2 separate regions of the Sus scrofa genome follow, and region 1 is linked to region 2. The links are chromatin contacts, called in public HiChIP or PLAC-seq maps. All regions are on one chromosome and are shown on one strand. The core of a region is the stretch at or near the end of the contact, and the rest is flanking DNA. Distances in the headings are between cores, read along the strand shown. Region 1 has its middle 21 kb from the start of EFHD1. Region 2 holds the start of CHRNG (acetylcholine receptor subunit gamma).

Region 1 (6,866 bases), core at 1,032-3,531, 46 kb after region 2:
TTTGATCAAGGACCCTAAGGCCTGCAGGGAGGAGGTGAATCATGGCAGAGCCACAGGGAGGCTGGAGGCACCAGTGAGTCCACATAACAGGTGGGGTGGGGTCAAGGAAGGAAAGGACTGCAGGCACGTGATTCCAGAAAGAGGGGGTTCCAGACGGGGCCAAGGGAGGAGCAGGGAGGTCCAGGGAGCACGAGGGCGGGAACATACATGGCCCTAACGTCAGAGGAAGAGCAAAGCTGGGACGGAAGCTTGCTAACACCACCTCTTACCTGGGCAGGTGTCAGCCTCCCTGGTGCACGATGCTCACCAGTGTCGCGGCTCAGGCATCAGGGACTCCACCAAACCACAGTTCTAACTTAAATCCCTGTTGGTTTCCTTTACACTGAAGTGGGAGAGCATGAATTAAGACTGAGAGTATTGAGAGGGCCTGTTGGTTCCTCTCATCTTAGGTCTAAAGATTTTCCAAACTTTCCCTAAAGCCTCAGCTCTCACAGTGCTAACAGCCCGGGAGCAGGGCCGGACCTGATTCTCTAGTTCTCGACACACAGCCTCAGGGCGGATGCAGGCATGAGCTTGGGCTCAAAAATTGTCATTCTGGGGAGTTCCCTTTGTGGCTCAGCGGTTAACGAACCCGACTAGGATCCATGAGGATGTGGTTTCAATCCCTGGCCTCACTCAGTGGGCTAAAGATCTGGTGAGCAGTGGTGTAGGTCGCAGACGCGGCTCGGATCCTGCATTGCTGTGGCTGTGGGATAGGCTGGCAGTTGTAGCTCTGATTGGACCCCTAGCCTGGGAACCTCCATGGGCCACAGGTGCAGCCCAAAACAGAAAACAAACAAAAAGACACAGGAGCCTAATGAAACAGCTCCCAATGGCCAAAGCTGTAAAAATTTGAGCAACAAAAAAGAGTAGTAGTGTATTGTAACCCAAAGTATAAAATAAACATCCGCGGAGTTCCCGTCATGGCTCAGTGGTTAACAAATCCAACTAGGAACCATGAGGTTGTGGCTTCGATCCCTGGCCTTGCTCAGTGGGTTAAGGATCCGGCGTTGCCATGAGCTGTGGTGTAGGTCGCAGACGTGGCTCGGATCCCGCGTTGCTGTGGCTCTGGCGTGGGCTGGTGGCTATAGCTCCGATTCGACCCCTAGCCTGGGAACCTCCATATGCCATGGGTGCGGCCCTAGAAAAGGCAAAAAAAGACAAAAGGACAAAAAAAAAAGAAGAAGAAGAAAATGGCCCTTTGCTTCTGTGGTCTTCCTCCCAAAGACCCAGAACCCCCGTTTAAGCCTAAGAAAAAAAATCAGACAAATTCTGTCACAGAGGTATTCTACACTACACCCCACAAGGACGCCTCAAAATTGCCAAGGCCATCAAGAACGAGAAGAATCTAGGAATTCCCTTTGTGGCTCTGTGGGTTAAGAACCCAACATAGTGTCCATGAGGATGGGGGTTCAATCCCTGGCATCGTTCAGCAGGTTAAGGATCTGGCATTGCCACAAACTGTGGCATAGTTCACAGACGTGGCTCAAGTCTGGTGTTGCCATGGTTGTGGTGGAAGCTGGCAGCTGCAGTTCTGACTTGACCCCTGGCCTGGGAAGCTCCATATGCCACAGGTTCAGCTGTAAAAAGAAAACAAGAAGGAGAAGAAAGAGGAGGAGGAGAGGAAAATTGTGGTGCAGACAAGAGCCCAGGAAATCCCAAACCGCCCCCTGCCCCCCAGCACTATCCCAGGCAGGAAACAGGGGTGAGCTGACAGCTATGGTCAGGAAATCGTAACTGGACTTTCTGGAAGAGGAGAGGCCTCGGCTAACAGCATACAGGGCTGATCCATGCAGGTGGAGGGTCTGAGGGAGATGGGGATGGATGCGGAAGAGCAGAGGCCCTGAAATCCTTTTAGTCTGGAGAGAGGAACAGTGACAGGTGAATGGCTTTGCTGTCTCAATGACTGACTGGAAAAGTGGCCTTGTGCCATGGACCCAGGACTTAGAGGGAGACAGCCTTGCAGTTTAAGAAACTGATCATTTGAGCTGTCTAAAAATGGAGTGACTGGCTCGGCACTGCAGGTGAACAAGCAGAAGCAGGCAAGCCACCCCCTGGGGCATTTACAGCGGAGATCTCGGAGGCAGACCCCAGGGTAGAGCAGATCGCCTTAAGGCCATAGGCATCCCTGGATCTGAGAATCTCAGAGCTGAGTGGGAGCTACTCTGCCACCTCCCACAGCTACCCCCGGTTCGGGGGGCGCAGTGCCATCAGGCTCTCCAGCTGTCGTCAGTTGGTGAATTACACCCTAGCACCAGCAACAACAGGCAGCCTGCCAGTTTGGCCACGGAGGTGCTAAATGTCCAGGCTCTGAGCCCCCGGCCTCCTGGGAAATTCTTGTAGCACATTCATAAAGTGAGGGCTTGGTGGGGAGCTTTTCCAGACGGCAGCTGCCAGGAAGGGGGAGATGAGGGGTTTGAAACCCACCATGAGCTAGGCAGGAAATTCCTCAGGACACAGGTCAACATGAAGCAACATAAGGTCTAACCACTGCTGCACCTGTCATGCCTCTGCCTCCTCTCCCAGAACCCGGAGGCCCAGGGCCCCAGCTAAGTACGTCCTGCCGGTGGCTTTCCTTTTGCAGGCCCCGCTCCAGTCCAGGCGACCCAATGCCTCTGCCCTGGAAAGCCTGGCTGTGCCCCACCCTCTCCAGCCCACAGCGCCGTCCCGCGGTGCCTCTCTGCACACACCTTTTCGTTCTGCCTCATCTCCCTCAAATGTACTTCACCCCCCTTTCTTCTGGGTTTTCTTTTTTAGGCTGCCCCGTGGCATATGGAGCCCCCTGGCCAGAGATCAGATCCAGCGAGAGTGGCCACCTCTACCGCAGCTGTGGCAGGTTGGGATCCTTTAACACACTGTGCCAGGCAGGGGATCGAACTTGTGTCCTGGTGCTGCAGAGATGCCACCAAAAATCCCATTGCGCCACAGCAGGAACTCCTGTCCCCCTTCCTAAGGGAAGAGTTTTGTTTGTTTTAAAAAGTGCCTATTAGATAAACAGACTGGTACATCTGCGTAATGAGATGTGACTCAGTGATAAAAAGGAAAGAAATATCAAGCTATGAAAAGGCACGAAGGAAATTTAAATGCATATTATTAAGTGAAAGAAGCCAATTTAAAAAGGCTGCATACTGTGGTTTCCAACTGCATGACATTCTGGAAAATGAGTTTCTGTTGTGGCTCAATGGGTTAAGAACCTGACTAGTATCCATGAGGATGCAGATTTGATCCCTGTTCTTGTTCAATGGGTTAAGGGTCTGTGGTGTAGGTCACAGCTGCGGCTTGGAGCTGATCCCTGACTCCAGGAACTCCATATGCCCTGGGGTGGCAAAAAAAAAAAAGAAAGAAAGATCCAGAAAAGCGACAATTGGCCAAATTGCATTTTTTGTCTTGTAAATGGCTCTGTTTATTAACAATGTAAATGAAGAGCTTTCTGTCAATGGTTATTCTGCAGTGCTGTGGGCTTTTTTTTTTTCCCCAGCTGCAAGTTCCAGGGCCAGGGATTGAATCTGAGCCAGAGCTACAGTCTATGCCACAGCTATAGCAACGCTGGATCCTTAACCCACTATGCCACAGCAGGAGGTCCTTTCATTATATTTTATTTTACGTTTTGCTTTTTAGGGCCGCACCCATGGCATATGGAGGTTCCCCGGCTAGGGGTCAAATCGGAGCTATAGCTCCCGGCCTACACCACAGCCACAGCAACATCAGATCCAAGCCATGTCTGGGACCTACCCCATAGCTTGTGGCAATGCCAGATCCCTAACCCACTGAGCGAGGCTGGGGATCGAACCCACAACCTCATGATTCCTAGTTGGATTCGTTTCTGCTGTGCCATGATGAGAACTCCTATTTTTTGGGTTTTTTGTTTGTTTGTTTGTTTTCTTTTTTGCTTTTTGCAAATGGAAGTTCCCAGGCTAGGGGTCGAACCAGAGCTACAGCTACCAGCCTATGTATGCCACAGCCACGGCAACTCTGGGTCCCTGACACACTGAGTGAGGCCAGGGGTTGAACCTGCATCTTCATGGATACTAGTCAGATTTGTTTCCACTGCGCCACAATGGAAACTCCTGGACACTCCTATTTTTTAAATGAGAGTTGCAATGTACATTTCAGGTTCTCTCTTGTGTTTTTGTTTGTTCGTGTTTTTTGTCACATGGGCATTATGTGGAGGTTCCTGGGCAAGGGATTGAACTTACATCACACAGCAGCAACCAGAGCCCCACCGGTGAGAACACAGGAGCCTCAACCTGCTAGGCTAGCAGAGAACTCCCCTTTCATTATATTTTAAGCTGAAGCTGCAGTAGAGGGCATGGGAATCATTTTTGTACATTTCTCCTTTAACACCGCCTCTTGGAGTTCCTGATAAATTTCATGAATAGGCTAATTTTGAACCATGTTTGCATTCCTGGAACAAACCCCCTTGGTTGTGAAGTTTCATTACTGAAGCACAAGGTAGGATTTGCTTTAGCAACATCTAAATGCCTTTCATCCTCGGCTAGGACTTGCTGCCAGGGTTCCCCTCTCCTCGTCAGCATTTATTCATCTTCCTCTTCGAGGGTTGCTCTTTTTCCTGCTAAAAACAACCTAACTTCCCTAAACCCCACCCTTCCTTTTGTTTCTTCCCTTCCCGGCATCCGAAATGAATGCTCTGGGCCAGCAGGCACCATGCACTGCCCACTCTGTCCTGGGCCCCGTGACCCAGCCCCCTGCTTTCTGCATGCTCCCTGGCCAGGGGCATACTCGTCTCACTTCTGGCTGACCCTCTGGGGTCCCTGTTCCCTGCCCTGACATGTCCATCTCCTCCCAGGGCCATGAGTCACGTCCCTTTTCTGCTCCTCTTTCTTGTGTCTTCTCCCGCCACCGGCAGGATCTCAGGTTGCTGACACCTGAGATGTCCCGGCTCTTGTATCCTGTCCCCACTTTGCCACTAGACAGACTTCACCATCACTCCGAATTCTATAGATCTGAAGTTCATCCTCTTCCTTCCTCTCCATCTTCCTACATCCCACAGTTCCTCAAGACAGAGAAAACCCCTCTCAGCCTGCATAACTCGGACTCAGAAACCCTGGACACGCCGGTTTTCCTGGACACGCTCCTCCCAGCCGCCCTTCCCCCTCGGTACCCAGACATTCTCTTACCAGCTCTGACAACATAATCTCATTCTGTCCTTCTGAGCTCTGACAACCAGATAACTGTGATCCCATTTTACAGATAGGGAAGCTGAGGCTCCAGGAAATCCATGCGTTACCAGATGGGGCATCTATGCATTGCAGAGCCTAGGAAGAGGCAGGGAGGTCCTCAGCAGACGCCTCCCTCCAAAGCGTGTCCCAGCTCCGTGCAGGTCTCACTGTCTCGCTTTTGTCTCTTGCCCCATTTTCGTCCACAGTTGGTGATGAAATCAGACAGCCAAACACTAAGCCAAAGCCCCCAATCTTGGTGGCACGTTAAAGAATCAGGGCCAAGGGAATTTCTGTCGTGGCTCAGCGAAAATGAATCCGACTAGGAACCATGAGGTTGTGGGATTGATCCCTGGTCTTGCTCAGTGGGTTAAGGCTTTAGCGTTGCTGTGAGCTCTGGTGTAGGTCGTAGATGCGGCTTGGATCTGGCATAGGCCAGCTCTGTGGCTCTGGCATAGGCTGGCAGCTACAGTTCTGATGAGACCTCTAGCCTGGGAACCTCCATATCCTGTAGGCGCAGCCCTAAAAAAGAAAAAAAGAATTAGGGACCAGAGTGGCACAGTGGATTAAGAATCTGACTGAAGTGGCTTGGGTCACTTCCGAGCACAGGTTTGATCCCCTGCCTGGATTCTGCATTGCTGCAGCTGTGGCATAGGTTGCAGCTGCAGCTCGGATTCAATCCCCAGCCAGAGAACTTCCATACGCGAAGGGTACCGCCGTTAAAAAAAAAAAAAAAAAAAAAAGAGTTCCCGTTGTGGCTCAGTGGAAATGAATCCGACTAGCATCCATGAGGACGAGGTTCAATCTCTGGCCTCGCTCAGTGGGTTAAGGATCCTGAGTTGCCCTGAGGTATGGTGTAGGTTGTAGATACGGCTTGAATTCCGAATTGCTGTAAGCCAGCAGCTGTAGCTCCTATTCAACCCCTAACCTGGGAACTTCCATATGCCGAGGTGTAGCCCTAAAAAGAAGAAAAAAAAAAAAAATTAGGGACCAAGTCCTCAAGACTGTGACCCCAAAGTCCCCCACCATCCTTCACTGTAAGGACACCGTGTTTTTGTCCATGACTATCTAGGAGAACATCAATACGGAAGTGTGATCGCTGGGAGGGCGATGCAGGGTAGGGTCAGGCCACCTTTGCTGCTTGCCGGCTGTGTGCTCTCAGGCAAGTCACTAGACGACTCTGAGCCTGGTTCCTCTCTGGGAATGTAACGATTTCCTACGCCTCAGCATCAAGTGAACTCAAGTCCCGAAGAGCCAGCGCCGTGCCCGGGACATGTTAGGGATCGATGAACCGCTGGGGTTACTATCAAATGTTGGTGCCAGGGGGAGATCTTTGCTTTGAGGCCCCGCGAATCTCCGGGGCAGAAAGTAATGGGCCTGACAGCGCCATCTGGCGGTCACTTTTCTCTTTGCTGCATTTCAGCCTGTGCTTCAGAGGAACCGACGCTTCAGGACCAGAGACCCTAGGGACCCTTTATCCAGGGTGCTGACTCTGGAGGTGGCTGAGGGACGACAGGCAGGGCTTGGACTACTTGAGTGTCACCTGGGGTGTCCGGCCTCTCATGTCCTCGTCCCATCTTCCCTCTAGACACAGATTTCACTGTCACCCCCAATTCAGCAGGCTTAAGGGGGGCGCCCCCCTTCCGCTTT
Region 2 (7,001 bases), core at 262-2,761:
GAGCTGTGGTGTAGGTCGCAGATGCAGCTCCGACTCAATCCCAGGGCTGGGAACTTCCATATGCCACAGGTGTGGCTGCAGAAAGAAAAAAAAAAGTTTTTTTAAATCAAAAAGTCAAGGTACAAATCTTTAACTTTTCCCCTTGAACAGGGAAAGAAAATAGCTTGGACTTCTATCCTTCAGATGAACAGTCTGTCTGGGTCTTTCCTGGAATTGGCCACTAACGCTGGGAAGGTGCCTGTCTCACTGAGACCAGAGAGGGCAGAAATCAGATCCCTCAGCCACTGTTGTTGCCTCTCTCTGTCATACGGTGGCGCTGTGGGCAGCAGGTCTTAGTCCGACAGGAAGGTCTCCTTGTCTGACCTGCTCAAGTGGCTGTAACCATTCCAGAGAAGGCAACCCCCAAATGCCACACCCAACCAGGGGTAACTCTTACGCAGGTGCCCAGGGTCACAGAGGGTCCCCCGACAGTACCCACTCCCCCAGGGTGCTATCGGGACCTATCCATGTGGCCTTCCCTTCCCAGGAAGTCACACCCCAGGGACCAGCTTCCCAAGAAGCCAGAGGGCGTCCCTACACACTCTGCAGGCCATCAAGGCTACCCACTCTCTTGCAAAGGGCCATGAATCCATCAGGATTGCGCTGGGCCGTAAGGAACACAAAACCCAAAGAACTGTGGTTTAGGGAGTTCCCACTGTGGCTCAGCAGGGAATGGACCCAACTAGTATCCAGGAAGATGTGGGTTCAATCCCTGGCCTCGCTCAGTGGGTTAAGGATCCAGCGTTGCTGTGGCTGTGGTGTAGGCTGGCAGCGGAAGCTCCAATTAGACCCCTAGCCTGGGAACTTCCATATGCCAGGTGGGGGCCCTAAAAAGCAAAACAAACAAACCAACAAACAAAAAACCCTGTGATTTAAACAAGAAGTAAGGTGTCCTCTTTCTCACATGGTAAGCTGTGTCTCAGCTGCCCCACAAAGCTAGGAGGGACCCAGGCTCTGTGCCCCCTGCCCAGCCCTTCCTCCTTAGTGTCCCGGCTTTGTCTTCAGGCTGGTTGCTTCTGGTGGTTCGATGACTGTCACATCACCACGCATCACATCAAGTAGGAAAGGGGCCAGCCATTTCTGCCCCTTTTATCAGGAAGCAAAAGCTGAAGCCCCTCAGCCGACATCAACAGACACCCCATCAGCCAAGCTGTTTTCACCCGGCCACTCCATCTGCAAGGGAGCCTGGGAAACAATCATTTTGCTTTTCCAGCCTCTGGAGTAGAAGGTGGCAAAGCTGTTAGACCGCAAGTGAACACGAGAGATTTTCTCTCTTTTGCGGGCTGCACCTGTGGCATAGGGAGGTTCCCAGGCTAGGGGTCGAATTGGAGCTGCAGCTGCCGGCCGACACTACAGCCACAGCCACCTTGGATCCAAGCTGCATCTGCAGTGACCTACAGTGCAGCTCACGGCAACCGGATCCTTAACCCACGGAGCGAGGCCAGAGATTGAACCCACGTCCTCATGGATGCTAGTTGGGTTCATAACCCATGGAGCCACACCAGGAACTCCCAACCCTCCCCGTTTCAAGCTCACCAGGCCCCAGTCCCATGCCTCAGAGAATGGGGGGACACTGACCTGGTGCCCTCATTTGTGTTAAGGTGTCGTTGCCTGGGGGACAGAGCTGGTCTCTCCCGTGGGCACTTGGCCTTCAGCGTCTCAGCCTGGTGGAGTCACCATGGAGATGTCAGGCTGGTGGGACATGTTTGGGACGAAACCTGCTTACCCATCAGCTGTCACACAAACACATCCCCCAAATTCTGACCCTGGTCAAGGCCCCTCCTCAGCACCCTGCCTTCTCTCCCCACCCATCTGTCCCTGGCTGGTGTCCTCGGCCCCCAGCTGGAACATGGATGGAGCCTGAGCGTGGGGACAGATGCTGGACCGTCTCCGTTGGGGCAGACGGGGCCCCTCGGTCCTCCCCAGTCTGGGTAACCTGACCCTGGCATTGTGTCCATCCTGGAACAGCTGACGGCTCTGTGGTCAGACAGCTGGTGGGGCCAGGCTGGCTGGGGTGGGAGTGTGGGCTGTTACATGAGACCCAGAGCCTGCATCTCTCTAGCCCAGGCCGGGGGAGCTGCAGTCCCACTGCTGTCACTGCCGAAAGCTGCGGCGCCATGCACGGGGGCCAGAGGCTGCTACTCCTCCTGCCACTGCTGGCTGTCTGCCTGGGTGTGGACCCTGGGGGGTGCAGGGCCTGGAGTGTCCAGGAGCCGGGGTGCAAGGCCTCAGGGGACGGAGGGTCTGGAGGGTTACTGGAGCCCGATTGCCACCCCCAGCTCCCTGCTTCTCCAAGTCACACCCTCCTGCGGCCTCCCTCTCCTTCGGCCCCAGAGCCCCTGCACCCCCCACTCACCGCGGACGGTTGCAGGGGCCCAGGGCCGGAACCAGGAGGAGCGGCTGCTCGGGGACCTGATGCACAACTACAACCCCCACCTGAGGCCCGCCGAGCACGACTCGGATGTCGTCAACGTCAGCCTGAAGCTCACCCTGACCAACCTCATCTCCCTGGTGAGCACGCGATGCAGGACAGGGGCCGGGTGGGGGGTGGCACCTCCTGCCCCTGGGACCTGCTGGGGGGAGAGGGGGCTGGCCCCAGCAGCCAGGAGCAGGGAGCGCCCACAGGGGAGAGCCCGGGAGCTGGAAAACTCCCGAGGGGGCCGCCCAAAAGCTGGGGTCTCGTCGGGACTAACCTCTGGGGAGGCTAAGGGATGGGGTTTAGCCCTCCGTTCTGCACCCCCAGAATGAGCGAGAGGAGGCCCTCACCACCAACGTCTGGATAGAAATGGTGAGACGCCACCCTGCCGCCCTCTTTCCCTCTATCAGCCCCCACCCTGGGGTCCCGAGGCCCTTGGAGCTGCTGTTTCCCTCCAGCCTCGTCCACCCCTCCCCTCCCTCACCCCACCCAACCCCAGGCTCCCGTTCCTGGGGGTGGGATGGTGCAGCAGGGGCCTGGCCACCCCCTTCCCCTGCAGCAGTGGTGTGACTACCGCCTGCGCTGGGACCCAAGCGACTACGAAGGCCTGTGGATCCTGAGGGTACCGTCTGCCATGGTGTGGCGGCCTGACGTCGTGCTGGAGAACAAGTGAGGACGGCGTGCAGGCAGGGTGGGGGGACAAAGGACACAAGGGCAGAGCCCAGCAGGACAAGGGGGCTCTGGGAAAAAGAGACAGGTGAACAGAGGGTGCAGCCTGGGGACCCCACGGGGACAGGTGATGAGGGTAGGGCCCAGGGCCAGCAGACCTGATTCCAGACCTGGCTCCAGCACCTCCCACCTGGGCCACCCGGGTGGGTGGCTCTTCCTCTACCATGGGGACAAGGACAGCTCCTACAGAAGTTGTGTCAGGAGTCAACAGGACAGGCTCGCTAGGGCTGCCAATGGCCTGGCAGCTTAGCTGGTGTGTCGCTCACTGTTAGGACATGAAGAGAGTAGGGGAACGCAGTAGTGATTAGGAGGTGGGGCCGAGGGACCCTAGTGGGGTGGGTGTGGCAGGGAGGTTCCTGTGGGGCCAGGAGGGGACTGGGCAGGGGCGGGGGAGGGCTGCTGCCCCCAGGCTCCATCCACTTGGGGCGGAGGGCTGGTCTGGGCACAGGTCTTGGCCAGGCAGGGATCATCAGGTATGAGCCCCCCGCCTCGTGGCCTGGTCTGTACGCAGCGTGGACGGCGTGTTCGAGGTGGCCCTCTACTGCAACGTGCTCGTGTCCCCCGATGGCTGCGTCTACTGGCTGCCGCCCGCCATCTTCCGCTCCTCCTGCCCCGTCTCTGTCACCTACTTCCCCTTCGACTGGCAGAACTGCTCCCTCATCTTCCAGTGAGGCCACTGACGGGGGTGGGGATTTGGGGAGCCGCTCCAAGAGGGGCCCTGGAGGGGGAGGGGACATGGGGCTTCCAGCCAGGGGCATGACTCCACTTCCCTGGGGCCTCTGTGCCTGACTCGGGCCCAGACACCCCAAGACACCCATGTCCCTGCCTGCTAAGGCCCAGGCTCCTCGCTCACCCTCCTTCACTGCCTTAGTTTCCCTGCCTGTGCCCCAAAGAGGGACTATGAGGGCGGGGGTGGGCGGGCAAGAAGGCCCACACACGTCCATGACACGCATGCTCACACAGGCTGCACCCTCCAGCCCCGCGGAGGAGGGGGGCGCTGCCTCAGTGTCTTCATCCACTAATGAGTTCCTGTGGTGCAGAGGAAACAAACCCTAGTAACCATGAGGTTGCAGGTTCGATCCCTGGCCTTGCTCGTGGGTTAAGGATCTGGTGTTGCCGTGAGCTGTGCTGTAGGTCAATGATGCGGCTGGGGATTTCGTGTTGCTGTGGATGTGGTGTAGGCCAGTGGCTATAGCTCCGATATGACCCCTAGCCTGGAAACCTCCGTATGCCACAGGTGTGACCCTTAAAAAAAAAAGGGAGAAAGAGGGACTGTGTGAGGGTTTCCCCATATTTTACAGGGACGGTCTTTTTCACAAGGACACCTGGCAGGGAGACCCTCCTGGGCAAACCAGAGAGGTGCAGGGTCTCACCAAGGTCCCTGGTCCCTGTTCTCCCCCAGAAACAGCGGGATCCTGGAACATTTGGCCACCAGGGGGCGCACTGGGCAGCAGCCTCCTGGCCCTTCAACTCCAAGAGCCCAACTCCCTGCCCTGTCACATCCCGCCAGGATTTTCTGACCTCAGAAATTCTTGGCTGCGCTTTTGGAGGCAAAACGGCCCACATTTGCCCTCAGGTGACCATCTGTGTGACACCGTGGGTGGGTCTACACCCGCTCAAATTTATCCTCTTTCCCTCCCCGTCTCCCAGGTCCCAGACCTACAGCACCAACGAGATCAATTTGCAGCTGAGCCAAGAGGACGGTCAGACCATCGAGTGGATCTTCATTGACCCCGAGGCTTTCACAGGTACCCTCCACCCAAGGCCCCTGCTGGAGCCGGCTGTGGGGCAGGGCCAGACCTGGCTCATGCCACCCTCCCATGAAACCCAAGGTGAAAACCACACCCAACCATAAAATACATCTATTCAAAGGCCCAGCAAAGTTCTGATTTCCCCCAGGATAATTCGCCCAGTTTCGGCAGGAGGGAGATCAGGCATCCACCCGCCCCTGTTTCCACCCTTGGCTCCCCTGGGCACACGCTGGCTGCCCCGTGGCTGGGTCGCACGGACTTGGGTTTCTGTCTGCCTGTCCGCACCCCCTGTGCCCACTCAGCCTGCTGCCCACAGAAAATGGGGAGTGGGCCATCCGGCACCGGCCGGCCAAGATGCTGCTGGACGAGGCGGCGCCGGCCGAGGAGGCAGGCCACCAGAAGGTCGTCTTCTACCTGCTCATCCAGCGCAAGCCCCTCTTCTACGTCATCAACATCATCGCGCCCTGTGTCCTCATCTCCTCCGTGGCTGTCCTCATCTACTTCCTTCCCGCCAAGGGTACCCAGCGCCTGTGGGAGGGGAGCCATGGTCCTGGCCAGCGGCCCAGGGGGGAGCTGGGAGGGCAGAATGGCACCGGACCTGGGACCGGGGACATGGACTCCTTGTGGGGAGGGGGGTGCCTCACGGTGGGGAGGTGGCGATCTGCTCTGAGGGCCTCTTGGTCATGGGCAGCGGGTGGCCAGAAGTGTACTGTTGCCATCAACGTGCTCCTGGCCCAGACCGTCTTCCTCTTCCTTGTGGCCAAGAAGGTGCCCGAGACCTCGCAGGCAGTGCCACTCATCAGCAAGTAAGGCTGGTCCTGGAGCCTGTGCCCACCTCCTCCCCTCCCCTCCCCTCTCAGGAAGGCAGGGCACCGCCCTTCTGCCACCCCTCCCATCCCCCTCCATGCCAGCCCCTCACCCCAAGGGATGGGGGCATCAGCCGCTCGGGTGCGGGTGGTGCCTGGGGATGGAGTGCTCCCTGAAGGGCGAGCCCCGCCTCCTGCCCCCTCCACCCCGGCAGGTACCTGACCTTCCTCCTGGTCGTGACCATCCTCATTGTCGTGAATGCTGTGGTCGTGCTCAACGTATCTCTGCGCTCCCCCCACACACACTCCATGGCCGGAGGGGTCCGCAAGGCAAGCTGCCCAACCCCCACGCCCGCACCCTCCTGCCCAGTCCACTCGCCTCCCCCTGCACGCCTGTGCCCTGCGTGTTCCTCCCCTACCGCACTCAGCAGCAAACCTGCCCCTCGTGCGTCTTGAAGCACGTGCCCAAATGGATGAATAACAATGAGTGCTTGGGGGTTAAGAACCCGACTGGTGTCCCTGAGGATGCAGGTTCCATCCCTGGCGTCACTCGGCAGTTAAGACTCCAGCATTGCCACAAGATGCAGCTTGGATCCTGTGTTGCTGTGGCTGTGGTGTAGGCCGGCAGCTGCAGCTCCAATTCGACACCTAGCCTGGGAACTTCCATATGCTGCAGGTGGAGTCCTAAACAAAAACATTTTTTAAATTAAAAAAAAAAGAATAATGCTTACTATGGGGCAGGTATATTACATGTACTAACTTTTTTTTGAGGGCCGAGCCTGAGGCACATGGAAGTTCCCAGACTAGGAGCTGCAGCTGCCGGCTTACGCCACAGCCACAGCAACGCTAGATCCAAGCCGCGTCTTTGACCTACACCACAGCCCACATCGACACAGGATCCTTAAGCCACTGAGCGAGGGCGGGGATTGAGTTCATATCCTCATGGATACTAGTCAGATTCTTAACCCACTAAGCCACAAAGGGAACTCCAATATACTAACTTATTTAATGTCCATAAAATCCCTCCAAAGAGGGTAGTAGTATCACCTACAGTTTACACAGGAGGAAACTGAGGCACAGAGAGGTGAGATAGCTTACCCAAGGTCGTACGCCCAGACAGTGGCGGAGGCAGGATTCTGCCCAGCAGTTTGCCTCCAGTGCTGGTGTGATCTGTGGCCCATCGGGTAGCAGTCAGCTGAGACCCTTGTCACAAATGCAGATTTCCGGGCCCACCCTGGCATCTGGCATCCTGGGCCAGAA

What was found. HiChIP or PLAC-seq counts read pairs in DNA pulled down with a chosen protein or histone mark.
Region 1: an H3K27ac HiChIP or PLAC-seq map of skeletal muscle shows a contact between it and region 2. The contact joins the enhancer-like site here to the promoter of CHRNG in region 2. A contact is called at or near these places in 2 of 5 promoter capture datasets (fetal skeletal muscle and liver), 11 of 47 Hi-C or Micro-C datasets (embryonic fibroblasts, epiblast stem cells, liver and 4 more) and 2 of 2 datasets of contacts at active chromatin or transcription factors (alveolar macrophages and skeletal muscle).

The regions. Positions count from the first base shown.
Region 1 is chr15:133,095,425-133,102,290 of Sscrofa11.1, forward strand. No RefSeq gene overlaps it. Among named protein-coding and RNA genes, the nearest start is that of EFHD1, 21 kb to the right of the region's middle. Within about 2 kb of position 2,282, at least 4 of the 83 cell types and tissues checked have an H3K27ac peak or open chromatin away from gene starts, as enhancers often do. A contact at or near this core is called in skeletal muscle, where this site is marked.
Region 2 is chr15:133,050,157-133,057,157 of Sscrofa11.1, forward strand. It overlaps CHRNG (acetylcholine receptor subunit gamma), which reads left to right and starts at 1,512. Exons shown (of 12, transcript XM_003133731.3): 1 at 1,512-2,211; 2 at 2,411-2,550; 3 at 2,783-2,827; 4 at 3,015-3,124; 5 at 3,696-3,851; 6 at 4,835-4,932; 7 at 5,252-5,452; 8 at 5,627-5,741; 9 at 5,957-6,071. The coding sequence starts at 2,157.